Linked DNA regions of Mus musculus: regions 2, 3 and 4 are each linked to region 1. A link is a contact called in public promoter capture Hi-C data. All regions are on one chromosome and are shown on one strand. The core of a region is the stretch at or near the end of the contact, and the rest is flanking DNA. Distances in the headings are between cores, read along the strand shown. Region 1 has its middle 19 kb from the start of Kansl1. Region 2 holds the start of Gosr2 (golgi SNAP receptor complex member 2). Region 3 holds the start of 1700052K11Rik (RIKEN cDNA 1700052K11 gene). Region 4 holds the start of Mettl2 (methyltransferase like 2).

What was found. Promoter capture Hi-C pulls out the DNA fragments that hold promoters and counts their contacts.
Region 2: a contact with region 1 is called in a promoter capture Hi-C map of liver, with 4 times the contacts expected there. The contact joins the promoter of Gosr2 here to the enhancer-like site in region 1. A contact is called at or near these places in 3 of 39 promoter capture datasets (liver and pre-B cells) and 2 of 115 datasets of contacts at active chromatin or transcription factors (astrocytes and large pre-B cells).
Region 3: a contact with region 1 is called in a promoter capture Hi-C map of liver, with 3 times the contacts expected there. The contact joins the promoter of 1700052K11Rik here to the enhancer-like site in region 1. A contact is called at or near these places in 11 of 39 promoter capture datasets (the 3T3-L1 cell line, 3T3-L1-derived adipocytes, the SN4741 cell line and 6 more), 1 of 484 Hi-C or Micro-C datasets (embryonic stem cells), 13 of 115 datasets of contacts at active chromatin or transcription factors (T-cell acute lymphoblastic leukemia, astrocytes, bone marrow-derived macrophages and 9 more) and 1 of 9 other capture datasets (adipose tissue).
Region 4: a contact with region 1 is called in a promoter capture Hi-C map of liver, with 3 times the contacts expected there. The contact joins the promoter of Mettl2 here to the enhancer-like site in region 1. A contact is called at or near these places in 11 of 39 promoter capture datasets (the 3T3-L1 cell line, the C10 cell line, HPC-7-derived erythroid cells and 6 more), 2 of 15 datasets of contacts at CTCF or cohesin (large pre-B cells and pro-B cells), 13 of 484 Hi-C or Micro-C datasets (B cells, the G1E-ER4 cell line, the HPC-7 cell line and 8 more), 6 of 115 datasets of contacts at active chromatin or transcription factors (T-cell acute lymphoblastic leukemia, embryonic stem cells, forebrain and 1 more) and 1 of 9 other capture datasets (adipose tissue).

Annotation. Positions count from the first base shown.
Region 1 is chr11:104,459,045-104,464,104 of GRCm38.p6, reverse strand. It overlaps a transcript of Kansl1 not described here. Among named protein-coding and RNA genes, the nearest start is that of Kansl1, 19 kb to the right of the region's middle. Within about 2 kb of position 2,619, at least 2 of the 459 cell types and tissues checked have an H3K27ac peak or open chromatin away from gene starts, as enhancers often do. A contact at or near this core is called in liver, where this site is marked.
Region 2 is chr11:103,695,131-103,700,190 of GRCm38.p6, reverse strand. It overlaps Gosr2 (golgi SNAP receptor complex member 2), which reads left to right and starts at 2,468. Exons shown (of 6, transcript NM_019650.4): 1 at 2,468-2,561. The coding sequence starts at 2,533. C130046K22Rik (RIKEN cDNA C130046K22 gene) reads right to left here and starts at 2,467. Exons shown (of 3, transcript NR_102389.1): 1 at 2,319-2,467.
Region 3 is chr11:105,179,183-105,184,242 of GRCm38.p6, reverse strand. 1700052K11Rik (RIKEN cDNA 1700052K11 gene) reads left to right here and starts at 2,810. Exons shown (of 1, transcript NR_027956.1): 1 at 2,810-5,060. Tlk2 (tousled-like kinase 2 (Arabidopsis)) reads right to left here and starts at 2,716. Exons shown (of 22, transcript NM_001112705.2): 1 at 2,192-2,716; 2 at 1-31. The coding sequence starts at 29.
Region 4 is chr11:105,124,184-105,129,243 of GRCm38.p6, reverse strand. It overlaps Mettl2 (methyltransferase like 2), which reads right to left and starts at 2,819. Exons shown (of 9, transcript NM_172567.3): 1 at 2,638-2,819; 2 at 2,377-2,468; 3 at 169-503. The coding sequence starts at 2,747.

The sequences.
Region 1 (5,060 bases), core at 1,370-3,869:
AAAGTCACCTGCCTTGCCTTGATCCTCTTTTTCTCATTCTGTGTGGGAACTCAGAGTCTGTTGTAAGTTGTAAATCACTTACTGTCTGTATGCTGATGATTTGCCAGTGTGTGTTTTCCAGCTCCGACTAGTTTTCTGATCTCCAATCACAATTACTTCTTTGACATTTCCCATTAGGTATCTAATTTAAAAATCAGTGTATAGTGTATTAGTTCTCAGTACTTACTTCTGCAAGTCTAACTCTTCCTATCTTCATACCCTGATGATAGTACCATTATCCATTCAGTCACTCAGGTCAGGGGTTTGGAAGCCCTCCAGAGCGTTTCTTGTGCCATCTTAACCATCACTTTTTTTTTTTTAAAGCATCATCAGGCTTATGTTTGAATTACTCGTTTTTAAGCTGATAATTATGTATTGCACCTGCACAACTTTTAGGGATCAGTCAGTTCTCTATTTCCACCATGTGGGTCTCCTTGATTGAACCCAGGATGTCAGCCTTTGCAGCAGACACCTTTACCTGCTGAGCCATCTTTTCAGCCTACTACCGTTGTTTATAAATGGTTTCCTGCTCATTTTCATTTCTCCCTTCTGAGTTCAGAGCATCACCTTTTTGCCTGCATGACATTTGAGTCACCTCATTATTCTCTTTACCGTCTATCTTCCAAGCTTCTTGTAAATGTAGATCTTATGAATGATTATGTCCTTTTTTTCCCTGTGGCTTTCAGCTTTTGAGGTACACTTTGGTTGCTTTAGCCAAGTGCTGATGCTCTGATTGCCTGGCTCCAGTTGTTTCAACAGCTTCCTTTGTGTACTCTGTACCTGCCCTCTGGGCCTTCAAACAGGCTGTTATCTTTTTTAAAGGGCCTTTACTATCTTCTGGCAATTTATTCCTCTTCCCTTTATCTTTAATGTTTGTGTGTGTCTGTGTGAATGTATGCCTTGTGTGTGAATGGAGGCCAGAAGACGGCATCAGGTCCTTTGAAGAACTGGAGTGAGCTCTATGAGATGTGCATAGTGAGTGTTAACTAAATGGATCTCTGGAAGAACAAAAATTGTTCTTAACCACTGAGCCATCTCTCTAGCTGTCTTCTATTTCTTTCTTTCTTTCTTTTTTTTTTTTTTTTAGATGTTTATTTATTGTTATATATAAGTACACTGTAGCTGTCTTCAGACACCAGAAGAGGGCGTCAGATCTCATTACGGGTGGTTGTGAGCCACCATGTAGTTGCTGGGATTTGAACTCAGGACGGTTGGAAGAACAGTCAGTGCTCTTTATCCACTGAGCCATCTCACCAGCCCTGTCTTCTATTTCTTAGTAACAGTTATCACCATAATATTAACAGCAACAGAAAGTACCACTGGATGTATCCTGTGGACCTCTGGTCCTCAGTGTGTGTGTTGCCTGTAGTGCTTGCTCTGGGTGTTCAAGCCTAGGACATCTAATATTGAGTGGCCACTAGTTCGCTTCTCTTGCACTTTGTGAATCTCCTAAGTTTTCTGGGATCAAAAGCTGTTTCTTGTTATTTTATCTTATCTTATTTTTATTTTTAAAATTTTCATTTCTTATATTTAGTATTTGGAATGTGTTTAAAATGGATTGCCTAAGGACATTGCCAGACTTAGAACTTAACTCTTTATAGTTTTTGAGACAGTCTTACTCTGTAGCCCAATGTTGGCTTGATTTCACGCTGTAGCTCATCTGGTCCCTTAATTTGTGGTGATCCTCTCACTTCAGTCTCCCAAAACACAATGAAATCTGCATCTTTAGGAAAGGATCAGTGGAAAAGCAGAATTGTTATATCTATTTGCCAGTCTTAGTCTTACTCTTTGAAAATAAACAGAGTCTGGTTTGATAAGTGTAAGCAGGTTTGGAATGAGGGTAGGCAGTAGTTATAGTTACATTCTTGTGGTGTTGAGGACCAAACCAAGGACCTAATTTGTATTAGGGAAGCACTCCACCCCTCTCCTTTATATTTTTCTCCCCTATTGAACCTATGACCTTACTATGCTGGCATACACTCCATCGTTGAGTTATATCTTAACTTCTCCTTATATACTTGCTTTTGATGACAATTCAGTCAATTTCAAAAGGTAACCAGAATGGTTTCATATTATTAAAATAGAGAGACATTAATAATGTGGACCTGAAATGTACCAGCCAATCAATGTATTTAGTAGGGAACTGCTAAATTTGTTCTTTCATAGTAAGGAGTGATTTTTTTCCCTTCTTTTTTCTAGAACATGTTAAGTATAAGTTTAGAAACAGCTTTCCCTTATCTGTGTATATGTTGTTTGTAGCAATAGTTGTGTCCAGTCTATCTACCTCTTGATTATGGCTATATTTGACCAGCAGGGGGAGCCAAAGTTGCTTATGTGGCTTTATCCCAATTGATTTTTCTCAAGAGAAAAAAGCTTTATTGACAAAGAACATAATGAAAGTTCACAAAAAAGAAAATATAAACACATGAAAAGCATTTTTATTTTGATAACTAATCAAAGGTATGCAAAGTTAATGATTTCATTTATTAAATTGCCAAATGAACTGTCATAGGCTGGCCTTAAACTCAAATTAGTGTGTCTCTGCCTCCCCAGTGCTGGTCTAAAGGTGTGTGCCACTACAACCTGGCAAGAGTAAGTATTTTTAATGTCTTGAATACATGGGTAGTGAAAACACTCAGGCTGCAGAACTACTGTATTGTTGTAGACCTTTGGTGCTGTGAATTGAATACAGGGATATTTATTTACTTTTAAAGATTTATTTTTATTTATGTATGTCATATGTGTGCAGTGTCCAAGGAGAGCAGAAGAGGGCATTGACTGTGCTGAAATTGAATAGGTGGTGGTAAGCCATTTGAAGAAGGTGCTTAGAACTGAACTTTAGTCCTTTGGAAAAGCAGCAAACACTGTTAACTGATTGATTAGCCATCCCTCCACACTATATTGACCATACTGGCCTTGAACTCACAGAGATGTGTTTGCGTTTGCCTTCCAAGTCCTGAGATTAAAGGCATGCTCTACCACTCCCTGCTGAAATTAATTAATTAATTAATTAATTAGAGATACAGTTTTACTTCGTAGCTTTGGCTATTCTGGAACTCACAGAAATCTACCTGTCTCTACCTTCTGAGTGCTTGAAATTGAAGGCATGAGCTAACAGGCCTTGCTGAAAAAAAATTTTTTTTTTGACGATTAAAGCAATATTTTAGGTGTGTTTATTTTTCTTGAGTATGAATCTTTTGCTTGCTTGTAAGTATATGACCACCATACTGAGTGCCCCAGAGGTCAGCAGAAGGTGTTGGATCCTCAGAAACTAGAGTTACAGATAGTTGTGGGGTACCGTGTGGATGCTGCATCCCCTGCAAGCATAAGCACAACTTCTTAACTGCTGAGACGTCTATCTCTTGAATATTGTTTGATTTTTTTTTTCTTGAGACAATTTTATACTATGTGGTCTTGGACTGCCTAGAACTCTGAATAAACGAGGTAGGGCTTGATGATTTTGCTTGTGGCACCGTCCCCTCCCCCCTCCCCCAAGTGCTGGGATTACAGCTGTTCATCTTCATGTTTGCTTTTTTGAGGATTTTTTTAATGCCTTGAGAATTTCAGGATTCCAGAGCTTGAGAATTCTACAGCTACATAAAAGATTCTAAGTATGAAATAGAAGAATATGTATTTCTTATACATATGTGATGGTTTGTATATTCTTGGCCCAGGGAGTGGCACTATTAGGTGGTATAGCCTTGTTGGAGTAGGTGTGTGACTGTGGGCATGGGCTTTAAGCTTATCCTAGCTGCCCAGAAGATAGGAGAACTATTGGCCTTCAGATGAAAATGTAGAACTCTCAGCTCCTCCTGCACCATGCCTGCCTGGATGGTGCCATGCTACTGCCTTGATGATAACATATAAGCCAGTCCCAATTAAATGTTGTCCTTATAAGAGTTGTCTTAGTCATGATATTTCTTCACAGTAATAGAACATTGACTAAGACAGAAGTTGGTACCAGGGACTGGAGTATTGCTGTGATAGGCCTGACCATGATTTTATTTGTGCAGATCTGGCCCAAGATCAGTATGTGATGTAAAGACTGTTTTGTGGTATTTTGGTAAAGAATGGCTGCTTTTAGCCATTATCTTAAGAGTCTGCCTAAAGTGAAGAGATTTAGATTCATTGCTTTGAAAAAGGAAGCCCCCCCCCTTCCCCCCAGGGTTTCTCTGTGTAGCCCTGGCTGTCCTGGAACTCACTTTGTAGACCGCTGGCCTTGAACTCAGTAATTCGCCTGCCTCTGCCTCCCAAGTGCTGGGATTAAAGGTGTGTGCCACCAAGCCTGGCCTGGTATAAATTTTTTTGTGTGGTTACTAAAGTTCCCTCTTATGAAGAGCAGTTTAATGAAAAGGAGCAAGCTGAGAAAGAAAAAATATAAAATATATGGTTTAAGTATTAAAGAGGCACCAAGAAGTAACATAGAGCTGAATCCTGTGTTCAAAGAGATAAAGAGATTAAGGGAGTGTTGATCTCAGAGCAAGATCTCACCCAGCTAAATTTACTGATTGCATTTGCAGTTGAATAAGAAATAGTTTGGACTTTTAATCTGGAATGAACTACAATCCAGAAATGGAGGGCATACTTGTGACTCAGATCTTGAGGCATAGTGGCCATGAAAAGCTGAAGCCCAGGCAAGATGGTATGCACACACCTTTAATCCCAGGAGACTGAGGCAAGCAGATCTCTGTGTTCTAGGCCAACTTGGGACAGAGTAAGTTGTAGGTGAAGAAAGCTCAAGTCCTTTAACTCCAGCATTCAGAAGACAGAGTCTTCAGACCTTTGGGTTCAAGGTCAATCTACAGAGCAAGTTCCAGGACAGCCAAGCTTAAGCCTATAGATGCTGCCGTACTCCTGCCTTAATGATAATGGACTGAACCTCTGAACCTGTAAGCTAGCCCCAATTAAATGCTGTCCTTATAAGACTTGCCTTGGTCATGGTGTTTGTTTACAGCAGTAAAACCTTAACTAAAATAACATATAAAGATAGGTAGAAAGAATGGAAGAAACTTTGTCAAGAA
Region 2 (5,060 bases), core at 1,219-3,718, 760 kb after region 1:
ACACTGGGGAAAAAAAACACATTCTAGGAATGCAGGAGATGCTATATTGCTGCACACTAAGCCTACAAAATTCCTAACTTGATTTCTTTCACATTTTTTTTGTGAATGTTTGCTGTAGCATATTTTAGATGGTCCACTTGGACAAACAGCTGGGAGGGCTGGAGAGATATCTGAGCAGTTAATATCACTTGCTGCTCACCTAGAGGACCCGAGTTCAGTTTCCAGCACCCAGCTGAGTTCCATCTGCACTCAAGAGCACATAGCTACACATAGACACATAGAAAAAGGAAACACAGAGGACACACCTTCGAGTGTATCTGTTAGGGTATTTCCAGAAAGGGCTGGCTAAAGGGAGAATACTCACTGGGTGTCACTATCCCATGGGTTCCATCCCTGACTAAATAAGACAGAAAAGGAGAAAGCCAATAGAATGCCAGTCTTCTCCTTTCTGTGGTCTGGTCTGCTGTGATGTAGTGAATTGTTGCCTACAGTCTCAGCACCGTGAAGTGGCCTGCCACCATGACTTTGCTGTCATGGTGGGTGGTATCTTCTCACACTGTGAGCCAAAAGAAACTCTTTCTCTCCTAAGGAGCTTCTCTTCAGGCCCAAGTCACAGTGAGGAGAGAAGCCACCAGCGGATGCTGTTACACAGTACAGGCAATACCTTCACTAGCAAAGCACAGTAATGGTTTGGGTCAGTAATCCCCAGCAGTGGGAAGTGTGCACAGCATCCTGGGTGCCAACGCAGTCAGCACTAGCAAATGGCACAAGGAATTGGAAAGGCAGGGAAAGTTACTGAGACTGATGCATTCAGGCCCTGAAGACCTGTGGCATTATAAATAATAACAGCTTTGTTTTCTTTTGTTTTTCATGGTGGTCAGAAATAGCACATTCAAAAATAAAGGACAAGAACAGGTATAGTTACTGGGCCCACAGTGGATAGTATAAGGAATCTTTGCTGTATTTATTACAAAAAAAGGGAATATTATAAAAATGAATACCATCCATCCTGGCAGCAAAGTCATGGTGGCAGGCAGCTTCATGGTGCTGGGAATGGAGGCAGCTACTCACTGCACCTCAGCTGAGCAGAAAACAAAGGAGAAGACTGGCACTTTCCCCCTATTACTTATTTTTTTCCTGTTCTTATAAATCTGTAATATAATTTAAAATCAAAATGCCTATAGAGCAAAGACCCACAAAGATTTGACCTGGGACCTCACACAAGTCAGAGACAATTCTACTGAGACACACACAAGCACACATATACATACTTCCCTGTGCATCCCTCACCAGCAAAGTACTAAAAAACTAAGGATACAGCCTTTTATCTATGCCCCGCCCCCACGCTACTCAACCTTAGCTAAAGTGCACCATTCCCACAAACCCTCTATCGGTTCTTGAAGGCCCCCCATGCTTTCTTGATCCATGAACCCCTACTGCTCTTCTCCAGGCAAATGGTCCTTAGTCATACCCTAAATGTTGATTGTTAATTCAGCTTTAAAATAAGGACTTTCTCAATAGACAGCGAAACACCAGGAATGTGTTTTACCTGGGTTCCTATCCTACATATCTGTGCATGGTGCATAGTAGATGTTCAATAAATGGGAGTGGAACTGGGAAATGTAATGTTAGGGAAAGAATGAATATGGGCGGGCAGTCTCTTGGGACATAAAACTGGGAGGGATGCAGGATACAGGAAAATCCAAGCTTCAGCTCACCAAAGGAAGAGGAACAACTCCTCCCTTGGGAGGAACTGTAGATAAGAACCTAGATGGATGGAAATGAGATGGGCCTAGGTGAAGACAAGTGTTTGAACCTTTCCAAGTCCTAATCCAAATGTCACCCGCCCTTCATGTCTTTAAAAACAATTTCCTATTGACCACAACACCAGCCCAGCTCATTATCTTTGTATTTATTTGGATGTTCTACCATTATCTTTGTACTTATTTGGAATGTTTATTTGTATACAGATCGTAGTTCCTTCTCTAGTCCAACCTCTTGAAGAACAGGGAAATTTTGGTTGTTCCACGTCATATGCTAACCACTCACTCACTGTGGGTTTACTAAAAATGAGCCGGAGATGGGAAGACTAGTGGGCGGACTAGTTCGAGGCAGGAAAAGCACGCGTCGTGAGGAAGTGAGATTCCCCAGACCTGTAATTACACACTCCAAGGAGAAGCCAAGCCCGACCGCGGGGCGGAGAGCGACGTAGAGAGTCGCCGGCGACTTCTCGGGGGAGGCTCTGACGTCAGTGCCTCGCGACCGTCCTCTCCGCTACCTGATTCAATCCCGGAGCTGGACTTTAGCAAAAAACTCACCCCCGCCGCTCTCCGCGAGCTCCGGCCCGGAGCCACACCCATCCCTCGCGTCCCGCTTTCCTTCCGCGCAACCCCGTCTCCGACCTCACAACCACCACGGGACAGGCACACTCGCGGGCGCCCTACTCAGCAGGGCGGGCCCTGAGACCGGAAGCCGGAAGTGGGGTTGTGAGGACGTGTTCCGAGGAAGCCGCAGGCCGGCTAGGCCGGCGTCATGGAGCCCCTATACCAACAAACGAACAAGTGAGGGCTGCGTCGGGGAGCGGGCTGGGCTCCGCCCGGGCTGCGGCCCCTAGGGCTCGGGGCTCTGGGGACTGTCATTGTGGAGGTTTCCGCTCGGGCTGCTCCGCATCTCTTAGCCCCTGGTGCGATGCTCTTAGCCGAAGGGGATCGAGCCGGGGCGCGAAGGCTTGGGCCCGGTAGCTCTTGGCCGCAAGCCGTGACTGCCTATTGGCAAGGGAAAGCAGCGCCCCTAGGTTACAGCACTTGATCCAGCACCTGCCAGCTTAGTCCTCCGGGTTGGTAGAGCTTAGAGAACAGAGAAAACTGTTGCCGAGGCTTGTGTCTATGAATCTATTGCTTAAGTGGGAGTGTCAGGGGTTGTACGAAAGAAGTATTTTGTGTACTTGATTGGACATTTAAAGAACTTATTTTTGTGACACAAAGACGGGCAGGTAACTAGTGACTATTTTTGTGAGTCATATCTGATTACAAGTTAGCCTTAAGGAAATTGAAATTGAGTCTTAGATTAGCTTTTCATAACTAAGTTTCCTTGGTGGGTCCTTTTTTTTTTTTTTTTTTTTTTTTTTCCATACCGTCCTTTGTTTTGGGAACTTGCAGTGTTATGCAGCTAGACACCATGAGGGGCCACATACCTATGTTAGTTTAAGAACTTTCTATTGATTGTATGACAGCACTGAAAAATCTTATTCCTTGGGCCTGAAAAATGACATAAACTAGTCATCCTGCCTCCCCAGGAAACTCATAACAAAAAGAATGGAAATAAGATGGTGGTTATTCTCTTTTTACCTTTTTTTTTTTTAAATTTGTTTATTATATGTAAGTACACTGTAGCTGTCTTCAGACACCTCAGAAGAGGGCATCAGATCTCATTGCAAATGGTTGTGAGCCACCATGTGGTTGCTGGGAATTGAACTCAGGACCTTCGGAAGAGCAGTCAGTGCTCTTAACCTCTGAGCCATCTCTCCAATCCCCCTTTTTACTTTTGTCAACAAAATGTTTGATTTGGGTGGGGGAAAATAAACTACATTGTAATGACAATTTGCATATTATATAATAAGTGTAGGAAGAGATTTTAAAAGACTATCCTGTGAGTCACGTGGAAAAGGAATGAGGCAGAAAATTGCCCTCATTTACTAAGAACGGATCCTTTCCATAGCAAGACACATGGACCTAGCAGAGCGGTGAGTTAATCTGCTAGTTGCTGAATTGACAGAACAGTGTCAGAACATACTCGTCTCACTAGAACTTTGAACTGATTCTGTGATTATCTCTAACTGTGAAGGTACGTTGACATAAAATCGATTATTTAAAGTCATATAGCTGGAAAAGTCCTGAGCACTGAGTGGATGAACAAAACAAAAAAAAAAGAAAGAAAGAAAGACAGGATGTTTTACATTAGCAATATTCTACTAGGATGAGCTTTAAAGAGAATCCAGTAGGCTTCCATTTTGGGTACTCATGTTCATAAAAGATACATTTGTCCCTTGTGTTGTCTAGCTGCCATCCTGGAATTCATCTTTAGATAGTTTGGAGTAAGTAGGTCTCAGACACAAACAGCTCTGGAGTGATCACGCAGGCTTTTCTGGTGGTTTTACTCAGTAGTTAGTTTTAAGAATTATTATCTCAAGATCAGTTTGTCAGCTTGCCTTAGGAGGTAAAGACTAGCTATGGAGGTAGAGTGGAAGACGTGACAATAACCAAGTGCATGTGAAAACTGTGGGCGTGTATGTGTTGTGTGGGTGTGTGTACATTCAAGATGGGATTCTATTACATAGCTGAGGTTAGCCTATAAGTTGTGGTGTAGCTTAGACTGGCCTTGAACTTACAGTCCACCTGCTTCTTTGTCCTGTGTGCTAAGATGACAGGTGAGCACCACTATATCCACTACTTACTAACTTCCTCCCTTCCTTCCCGTCATGTCCCATCCTGTCTGATCCAGTCCCTCCCAACCAATCAACCAACCTCCCTCCCTCTCTTCCTCTGTTCATTCGTCCTTTTCTTTCTTCATCCGTTTGTTTGTTTGAGGTAGAGTCTCACTTTGTAGCCCTGGCTGACCTGGGACTCACTATGAAAACTAGACTGGCCTGGAACTCTTAGAGATCCACCTGCCTCTGTCTCTCGAGCTGTTGGGATTACGGATATACCACCACTCTCATTAGTTTAAAAGCAACGGCAGTTTAACTTGTTACTGTTCTGGGTTACATAGCTTCTTCATATGGCAAAGGGTTCCATAATCTCTCAGATAATTGTTTCCATAGCAGCTCAGTTGGAGACTTGAGACAAGGAGGCACCAAGAAGTAAAATGACTTGCTCATTGTCTGTCAGCTTTTCGTAGTTGAACTAGATTTGCAGCTGAGATCCTTTAACTCCCAAACCCTGTTTCTTGTCCGTGGTGGACAGAGGTAGTGAGCCACAGACTGACTGTGGTGGAGGTAGGCGGGTAGGTTTATGACCTTCGTTTTCACTTGTGTGTGGTCCAGGCTGTTCTCAAATTCAAGA
Region 3 (5,060 bases), core at 1,561-4,060, 720 kb before region 1:
GGGTCCAGGCTATGCAGTTCTTCCATCATTTCTACAGAAAAAGAAAGAGGGACAAGAAGCCATGAAAACTAACTGAAAAGAAAAAAGTTTTGTGTAAAACAAAACACACAGTAATTTTGTAAACCTCAAGGAAATACACATTCAAGTGCTATAAGTTATCTGATGTCATCAACAGTTATCTAAGATTCCGTAGCAGTTCAAGTTCTCACCTACGAGGATCGTTTCTACTTTTCCTGAATTCTAATTTGGTCTTTATAGGGGGAGGGAGGTATGGAAGTCTACCCCCCGTAATAATCCTAACATTCAAGAGGTATAAGTAGCAGACAGACACAAATTTAAGGGCAGCCTGGTCTACACACAGCAAACTCAAGACCACCTAGGGCTACATAAATTTAAAAAAAAAAATTACAAAAAAAAGTAAATAAAAAGAAATAAAGGGGCTGGTGAGATGGCTCAGTGGGTAAGAGCACCCGACTGCTCTTCCGAAGGTCCAGAGTTCAAATCCCAGCAACCACATGGTGGTTCACAACCATCTGTAACAAGATCTGACACTCCCTCTTCTGGAGTGTCTGAAGACAGCTACAGTGTACTTACATATAATAAATAAATAAATCTTTAAAAAAAAAAAGAAAGAAACTCTTCATATAAACTCTGTAAAAGTTAAGCAGAAGGGTAGAACAAGGGCAAACTTACAAATAGAAAACTCCTGTCAGATACCTTTCAATCTAAGTACTTCTAGAGATTTCTTTCCCAAACACATAAGAACTAGTTAAGCTAAAAATATGAGTCATTTAATAATTTCAAGTGAATCCAGAGTGAATCAGAAGCTGCAAATAACGTCAAGAAGCCCTACTGTATATAGCTCCTTTCTCTGAATAGCTCACAGTAGCTAGTGAAAAATGGAATTCTTTCATGGTAAATGTAATGTAGAACCCAACATAAACCATCAACCTACATTCACTCAGGAAATTGATGTAACTGTAACAATTCCTTTACAAAATCTTTTTCTGACCACTCCATGGAACAGTAGTTTCCTCTCCACTCTGGGTACCTGCTTGCACTCCTCCCAAACAGGGAGGAGCAGGAGGGCACCATTTTTAAACTCTTTTCCTGACCAATTAATGTAGATGCTATGAGCAAGTTTGTCCATCCGATGGGAGAAAGTACTCTTGCATCATCCATTAAAAAGTTCTTCAATATTGAGAATAGAAAAAGAGCATGCATCATAACATAGGAACCCTTCAAACATTCTAGTATTCCAGAGTTACTGGAGGCACTCCTGGAGTGATTGGCAGAAATTTGTATTAAAGTTCACTGAAAAAGGAATCAAACCTTCTCTGCAATCTAACAGCTCCATAATTTCCAGTAACATCCCCTACACCCGTCCTAACTTTCATTTCCCTTCCTGGACTGAATGCCTGGAGCAAAGGGGAATGAAAAGGTGACGAATTCAAGTTTCACTCACACACACAAGTAAGGAATTAGGAAACTGTTAGAATGGTAGAAAGGCATCTTAAAAAAAAAAAAAAAAGACTGAGAAGAAAACCGAGTTTTCCCTAAGTAGGTAGGTGGCCTTGCTCACTACTTGTCCTGCCCTAATAATCGAGGTCGGAAAGGCAGAGGTTACAATGCAGTCTCTCCCCAATCCCAAGGTCTCTGGAAACATTTCCCAACCCTCCATCCCCAGGCCTGGCCCAGAAAATGAGGCCCTAGCAGTTACCCCATTTAATGTCAACTCATGATCAGAAAATACCCACCCCATCTCTTTCCAGAGGGGCTTTGGACCGGGATCCTCCCAATGGCCCCAAGCCGGGAAGCAGGACCGATGGGGCCTGGTCCCGGCGCCCCTCGCCGGCTCCAAACTTTCCCCAACTCCGGGCCCACCTGTCACGGACGGAGCGAGGGACAGCTCTCGGGGGCGCCCCGTAGGCTGCCGAGGCCTCCAGCTCCCCGGAGTCGCCTCTCCCGGCAGGCCGACCGCCACACTCCCAGGCCTGGGCCTGGTCCATCTTCGGCCCGGCCCCTCGGCGACCCCGCAGCCCTCGGGGAGCACCTCCCGCCTCGGCGCCCAGGAGCTGCGGCACGACGCCGGCCCGGGTCGCAGCCTCCTCGGGCCCTGGAGTGGGGCCCCCGGGACGGTTAATACCCCAGGCCCCGGCGCCCTTCCACGTCCAGGGGCTGAGCTTCTCACCTGCCGCCGCTGCCGCTCCACTCTCCTCTCGGGAGGGGCCCCGACCCGACCCGGCTGCTGACCGCTCCGCTCTCCCCCTGGGCAGGCCCGGGGCGGAGCCGGGGCCTCTCCTGAGCGCCGCAACCCCCCGCCCGGGCAGCCGCCGGCGGCGCCGGGCTCCACGACAGGGCGGGCGGGGGAGGGGGGCCACGGAGGCCGCAGATCCCCGAGCTCGCGTACGGAGCCAGGCGGCTGACGCGGGCCCGGGCCCGGGCGGCCGCCGGGGGGCGCGGGGCCGGCCTCCTGGCGCCGGACAAAGGCCAAGGGAGGCGCAGAAGGGTCTGGGTCGGGCCGAGAAGTGGGGGCCCGCTCGGCTGGGGGCCACTCGGGTGCGGCGCGGAGGGCGGGATGGGGGGGGGGTCGGAACCGCTAGTGCCCAGGACCCGCCTCCGGCCCCTTAATCCGGATCGGTTCGGTCCGGATTAGTAGTGATCGGTGTAAACACACTAGTGAAACCGCGTGTTTCCTCGCGAGATTTGCACGGCTGGGAGGCACGGGGGGGGGGTGTTCCTGGGGTGGGGGGGAGGTAGTGCCGGCCGTGGGGGAGGGGACGGGAAAGGTGTTGGGGGGAGGGTCGCTGCTGCCCCCGGAGCTCCGCCTCCTCCAATCAGCGGCCGCGCTGGCGGGCAGGGGTTAACCAGGGGACCCCGCACCGGCGGAACAGGCCGCGCCTGACAGGGCTGCTGAGGGCGGGCGGCTGGCGGCGCTTGCGGCCCCGCCTGCGACGTGAGGGGTGGTTGGTCGGCTCGGGGGCGCCGGGTAAGCGGCCGGGGCCGGAGCCTCGGGAGCCCGCCTTTGTGGAGACAGAGTCGGAGGCCGACGGTTGGGCTGCGCCTCAGGCCGCGGAGCAGCGTCGGAGCGGCGACCCGGCGGGACTGCCGCGCTCGCCCTGCCTCTCATCTACACACATTTTTTGGGGTGAGGAAAGAGGTTGCTCTGCCCAGCGATGGATCCGAGGAGAGAGCCCGGGAGCGGGGCAAGGGGTGTCACTGAGTTCGCGGTGCCCACCCGATGTCCGCCAGCCGGCCATCCCCCGCAGCCATGGTCCACGTCCCCAGACCCCACGCCACGCCACGCCACGCCACAGGCACGGAAAGCCGGCCGGCGGCTCTCGCCTTCCACGTACCTGACTGGCCTGGCGTCTCCAGGGACAAAGGTGTCCTGGGATCACAGCCGAGCCCTCACCAGCATGCCCCCCTCCAGAGCGGAGGTCGCTACCCGCCCCCCGGGGAACTCTCTCAAAGCACCTAGGGGGAGGTTCCATCTTAACCTCCGGTGACAAGATGGCCCTCCTGGGGTGCTGGGGGCCTGCTCTTCAGAGTGTCTGCTGAGAGGGTGAGCGCCTGCGACAGGAGGGCTTTCCTGCATGGGAAAGGGTTCCACCTCTGACCCCAGCGCCAAAGGGGGAAAAAGTCACTTTCTTCACCTAGTTTCACGAGCCAAGACACGGACTTCAAAGTAACGACTCAGCTTTTTGTTTTCTTCTGATGCTTCCTTGACCAGATGTCTGAACGTGTCTGAAGGACTACAAGGGAATCACAAGAGAAACATTCAAGCTTTTACACAGCCGGCTTGAACTTTTCCAGGCGTTGGCAAGTACTCCAAAGTAGAATTCTGTTATTATTAATTTTTCCACATATTGACTGGACAGAGACCTGCCAAATGGGCAAAGGATGATAATTCCTTTTTGTACATTCTCCATCCTTCAGAACTCAAGTAGAAAAACTCAAATTGGGAGTCATCTTCCAGATCCCAGGCTGCTTGGAAAGATGAACGTTTTGAAGGGAAGAGGGGAAGAGCAAGTCAGGAGCAAAGGGTAGGGAAAGGGGGCAAGGAGGAGCCCCCAGAATGCAGTCAGTCTCAAGCATGAAAATGATGAACAAAAGGAGTGCACTGTGGCTCCTCAAGTCTGCACAGTGGGAAAACAAAGACAGTTCTTTGATTATAGTGAGATCAAGAAAATAACACCCACATTCCCATAACTTGGGAGACTGAGATGAAACAAGATTGCCAGCCTGGGTATCTTAAGACCAAAAGAAAGGGGCCTGGAGAGATGACTCCGTGGTTAAGATTGGCACTGTTCTTGGGTTTGCTCCAAAACATCTACACCCGTAAGGCTTCCATGGACAGTGCGTTCATGTGCACACACAGACATAATTAAAAATAAATCTGAAAAGAATATGGCCTGCAACTGACTATGCAGCATGGGCTGGCCTTAGGTGGTGGGTCCTTCGACCTCTTTCAGAGTTCTGGGATTACAGGCATGCAGCCACTATACACAGCCTAAAAATAACTCCTTAAATAACACTAGAGTGTCATAAATTAGGAGAGGAGACCAGAAGAGAAAGAGAAATGGACAGTTGAAACTGAGTTCTTCCAGCTGGTCCACAAACAAGTTGTCTGGGCCAATTATCTAATCGTTTCAAGTTTCACCAACCTTGTGCTAGAGCTAGAGGATTCCCAGTGCCCTTTCTAGACCACAGGTCCCATTTTCAGCTTTTTGTTTTGATAAAAGGTCTAATGTATAGCTGAGGCTAACCTAGATCTCCCACTGGCTGAAGATACTGTCAAACTTCTGGTCCTCCTGCTCCTGCTTTCCAAGAGCTAGGATTAATTATAAGCTAGGCAAGCAGTCTACCAACTGAACTACATTCCAAGCACACAGACTCACCTTTATCTGTTTTCAGAGAGTCTCACTATGTAGCCAAGATTGTTCTAAATTCTCAGTCCTTTTGTCCCAGGCCCTAGGAGCTGGCAGTATAGGCATATGCCCTGATGCCTGTTTCCTGAGTGCAGTTTTAAAGGAACCATTTGAAGACAGATGAAATTT
Region 4 (5,060 bases), core at 1,570-4,069, 660 kb before region 1:
CAAACAAACAAACAAACAAACAAACAAGGGTGACCATTCCACGCTGATATGATGCTCAAATCTAGCCAAGTTGATCTGACAGAAGACACTCTGGGTCACCCTTTCTAGTCTATCTGCGAGTAAAATGTGGCATCTTCACTAACTCTATTATTCGAAAAATCAAGTTACCTCAAGTATTCGGTAGGTGGCAGAGGAGCCAGGAAATTCCTCACCACTAATTTCTAGGTGACCGAGCTTCTGAGTCACTGGCTCTTCCAAGGGAGGCACCTGAGTCTCACATCCAGGGCTGGCACAAGAACACTTGTGCTGTTCTGCTGTCAAGCCAGGTCCGTCCTCACAGACGTCACTCCTCTGCTTCTCCAAGGGTACACCCGTCAGGTGACTGTGGCTAGGTGCCAATTCAGGGAACTCAGTAAAAAGCCAGTGTCTATCCTTGAAAAACCCATTTTCATGGATTCTGTAGAAGTCATCCCAGTATTTATGGGCATTGACTTCATAATCAACTGCAAACATTTAAGAAAGAATATTAAACGTCAGTCTCAAATATTTTATTTATATCTAATGTCAACTGTCCTGCATCACCAAATGTCGTTTTATCCAGAAGTATGCTTAAGAACAGTCATAGTCTCAGAACTGGACACCTCCACTGGTAATCATCTTGCTATCTATCTTACATTAAGGTCATTCACTTTTCATCCCCAGGAAACCCAGCTTCTGCTGGAACCACCAGACAGGGAGTTAGCTACCCATCATTTTCCTCACACAGCTTTGGATGGCCTTCAACTACAGGAAAATTATGAAATTAAGCAAATCCCTAGCATTGCACAGAAGTAAAGACCTAATTCTTCTTGGTTTCAAGGTTCTACTCGTCAGGGACAGACAGGTTCTTTGGTGTGTGTGGTAATTATTTTCCCTTGTAAGTTTTTTTTTTTTTTTTTTTTTTTTTTTAAATTTACAAGCTAAATGTCCCAGGTTCTTTGGACGTTTGTATACATTCAGTGACTGTCATCCACGAAGCTTTTCAGAAGGCATGTTCCTGCTTCTTTAGAATGCAGGGGCCAGGCACAAAGTCAAGATTGCTAATGAATACTAAAATAAATAACCAGAAAACACACAAAACTAGACAATGGGAAACTGCCTTCCAGAAGCAAGAAGAGTTTTGATTAATCAGGAGACTGATAGGGGCTCTTTTTCTGCTCGTTGTCAACACAAGAGACCTGGACTAGAATTGATGAAAGAATAAAAACCTGAGAAATTGGAATCCACCACTGACTGCTTACCTCTAGGCAAAGCACTTAAGGCCCCGTGGTCCAAGTTTAATCGTTTTGGAGACTAGATCACCCTATGCTGCCCAGGATGGCCTCCAATTCAGTGATCCTTCTGCCTCAGCCTCCCACGGAGCTGAGTCTACAGGAATACACCACTGCACTTGGCTAACTGGTCCTTTAACTGCGAAAAGAGGATACTGGGCTACATGATTTTCAAAATCCCTCTCAACTCTACGAAGCTTTATCTAGTCTTATCTACCTAACAATGCAGGCAGGGTGCCTACTTTGCAACTGGAATATATACATATACTTATTTTTGAGACAAGCTCTCATGCAGCCCAGGCAGGAGTGGAACTCTACGTAGCAAGGATGCTCTTGACCCCACTCAACCTCTTGTCTCTGCCTCCCAAGAGATTACACCCCTACATCTTAGGAGGTACGTGCCTGGCCAGTGACCTCGGTACTATAGAGAAACTATCAGTGCTTATTATCATAACCGATGAGCCATCTCTCCAACCCCCTGATGCCTATTACCTTAAAGTTCCAGGTTTACTTTCAAACGCCTCCTAGAAACAGGGACAACCAGTTCTAGTATTTTATAAAGGAATTATTCTTGTCTTCGGAAATGACCTCTTTCGCTTTGAGCAGACTCGTCTCTCCACTCTGCTGCACGCATCTTTCTTTGGTAGAAGTCCCACATCTCCAAACCCAACACCTCAAGAAAAGATGTTATGATCTAATCCTCTCCTCCCACAGTACGTTAGGATCCGACCACATCAATCTAGCTCTGATGGAAACGTCCCAGCAGAAGGTAAACTGTAGAAGCTACCCTAAGATGACTGAACGACTTTACGGTTGCCACAGGCCAGCCACATCAACGCGACACTCGTAGAACTAGAGAGTTCAACAACAACAACAACAAAGTCCAACCCCAATGGCTTCAAGACTTTGTTAGAAGACAGCCCCTTTGCCTCCTAACCCGTCCCCTCCCCGACCCGTTCTGGGCCGGAGTTCTCCATCAGGTCAGTGATAAAACGATCCCGGTGCCCCCATTTTTCTTGCCGTCTGGAGGAGGCGCGTCCCACACTGCGGGCACAACGGAGCGCACCTTGCTTCTCCGGGCACACCAGCGGGGAGCTGTTCTCCTGCACTTTCCTCTCCGCCGCCGCGGCCTGCTCCTCGGACCACTTCACGTTGTCCCTGTGAAAACCAAACGGGCAGCTTCAGGCCCACCGGTCCCGGACCCGGGAACGTCGGTCCTCGGGAGGCGAACGCTTCAGCTACCGCCGCGGGAGGAGGGCCAGCGGGCAGGGCTTTTCTCCAAGTGCTCCGGGCTGGCGAAGAGCCGGGCGAGATGCAGGGCAGTTACCAGGCATTGTGATGGAAGACGCGCGCCGGGTCGCTCAGGAACCGGTGCCCGAACTGCGGTCTCTTCCCGTCCTCGGTCTCCGGCACGCCTTCAGGGAAGGAGGCCGCCATGACACCGGAGACGGAAACGCCTTCTCTTCCCGAAGGCGAGGACTTCCTGTGGGCCACGCCCCTTCCGGAAGTAGCGTCACTGGGAGGGAAGATGGAGGGCGGGGCGGGGCGGGGCGGGGCGGGGCGGGGCGGGGCGGGGCGGGTTCCAAGTGATTGGGAAGCTCAGCGGAGGCGAGTCCGAAAGGAGTCATTTCTCCCTGGAGATGCACAAGGGCGTGCAGCACGGGGAGGAAGTAGGAGGCTATTCCCTCGAGTACGGTTCCGTGCAGGTCCCAAGATTCCCCCCAGGAAAAGCTTTGACTAGCCGACTGTGATGAGACGTGGTCACCAGACCACAGTCCGCGGGGAGGCAGCGCGTGGGTTTTGAGAGCATGAAGCTTCCGTGTTAAATGACATAACCGACCACACCTCCTTGAAAAGCCAGGCTTAATTGGCACAATAAAAATTGTAATTCGTTCATGCATAGAGCTTGTAATATGTATTCAATTTATTTAAATGTATACATTGTACACTTATATACTATACATATATGTATAAATATTTTAAAACTAATAGTAGGTCACTGGTATATAATTTATAATTGCACATTTTTAGCCTTATATTTTCTATTTAAATAAATTTCCCCTTTATGTGTACGCATGGTTGTGCACCACGTGCATGCAATGCTCATGGAGGCCAGAAGAGGGCACCAGATCTCCTCGAACTGGAGTTACAGATGCTTGTGAACCAACATATGGGTACCAGGGATCAAAATATGGGTCTCCTAGAAGAGTAGCCAGTGCCCTTAATTATAGGGCTCTCCAGGCTCTATAATTTCTTTAGGCTTGGTGGCAGGCAGCTTACTTGCTGTGCCATTTTACCAGCCAGAGTTATTGTTGTTGTTGTTATTATTGTTGTTGTTTTTGTTATTATTTTGATACATTTTGAAGGACTATGTAATTCTGGCTGGCCTCCAGCTCTCTATGCAGATTAAACTGGCCTCAAACTCAGAGATGTGCCTGTCTCTGCCTCTCAAGTACCGGGATTAAAGGCATTCACCATCACATCCAGCTATATGTATTTTTTTTTTTTAATATCATGCTCTTTAAAAGCTGTTAGTGTTCACATTCAACAATCCCATTATATAATTTTTGTGTGTGCAGAAAGCTCATTGTCCTTTTACTTGAAGTTCCAACATTATTTTTAATAAGTGAGCCATTTGAAATATATGGCTGCTTCTCTTTCTCTCTCCTCTCCTCCCTCCCTTCTTCCCCCCCCCCGTGTGTGTTTTAATTATTATTTTCTTTTTAAATATAGAATTCCTCTATATAGCTCTGACTATCTCATAACTCTCTTTGTAGACCAGGAAGGTTTCAACTTCAGAGATCTGCCTGCCTCTGGCTTCTGGGTACTGGGATCAAAGATGTGTGCTGCCTCCACACCTGGCTAGGTTTTTATTTTTGAGATTATGACATTACATCACTCCTCCTCAACCCTCCCATATTCCCCTCCTTACTCTTTCAAATGCATGGCTTCTGAAAATGGATGAGTGTGTCACTGTGTACCCTTATCTGGCTTCAAACTCTGGACCCTCCTGTCACGTCTAACTTTGCCAGTGCTGGAATTACAACATGCATTTCCAAATGTTTAACTATTCTAAACTTGAGCTTTTGTTTTTAGACCATTTTCTTTTTTGTGTCTATTTACATCAGTGTATTTCAGTGTATCTATTTACTTCAGTGTATTGTATCATTTACTGAAAATGGTGTGTGTGCTTGGTTTTCTTTTTTAAATTTATTTATTTCTATTTTATGTCCATTGGTAATTTAACTTCATGCATTTCTGTGTGAAGGTATCAGATCCCCTAGAACAGGAGTTACACACAGTTGTGAGCTGCCACGTGGGTGCTAAGACTTGACCCCTGGTGCTCTGGAAAAGCAGATGGTGTTCTTAACCGCTGAGTCACCTCTCCATTTTCTTTAAAAAATTATTTGTGTGTGTGTGTGTGTTCAGAGGAATATCAGATCTCCTGGAGCTGGAGTTACAGGTAGTTGTGAGCTGCCTGATGTAGGTGCTGGGAACTGAATTCACGTCCTCTTTCGAGAGCAGCTCTTAATCGCTGTGCCCTCTCGCTAACCCACTAAATGAGTTTACACAATGTATTTTGCTGGCCTGTACCAACTCATTTTCCTTCGGCAGTTGAAGCATCTAACATCTTTTGAAAGGAGTTCGGAAGACGTGGTGCAAGGTGGTCAGAATACATTGAGAACTGTGTTTCAGAGGAATCGAGGGGCCCCCTAGTGGACGATAAAGGGCACTCTCCTACTAAGCGGA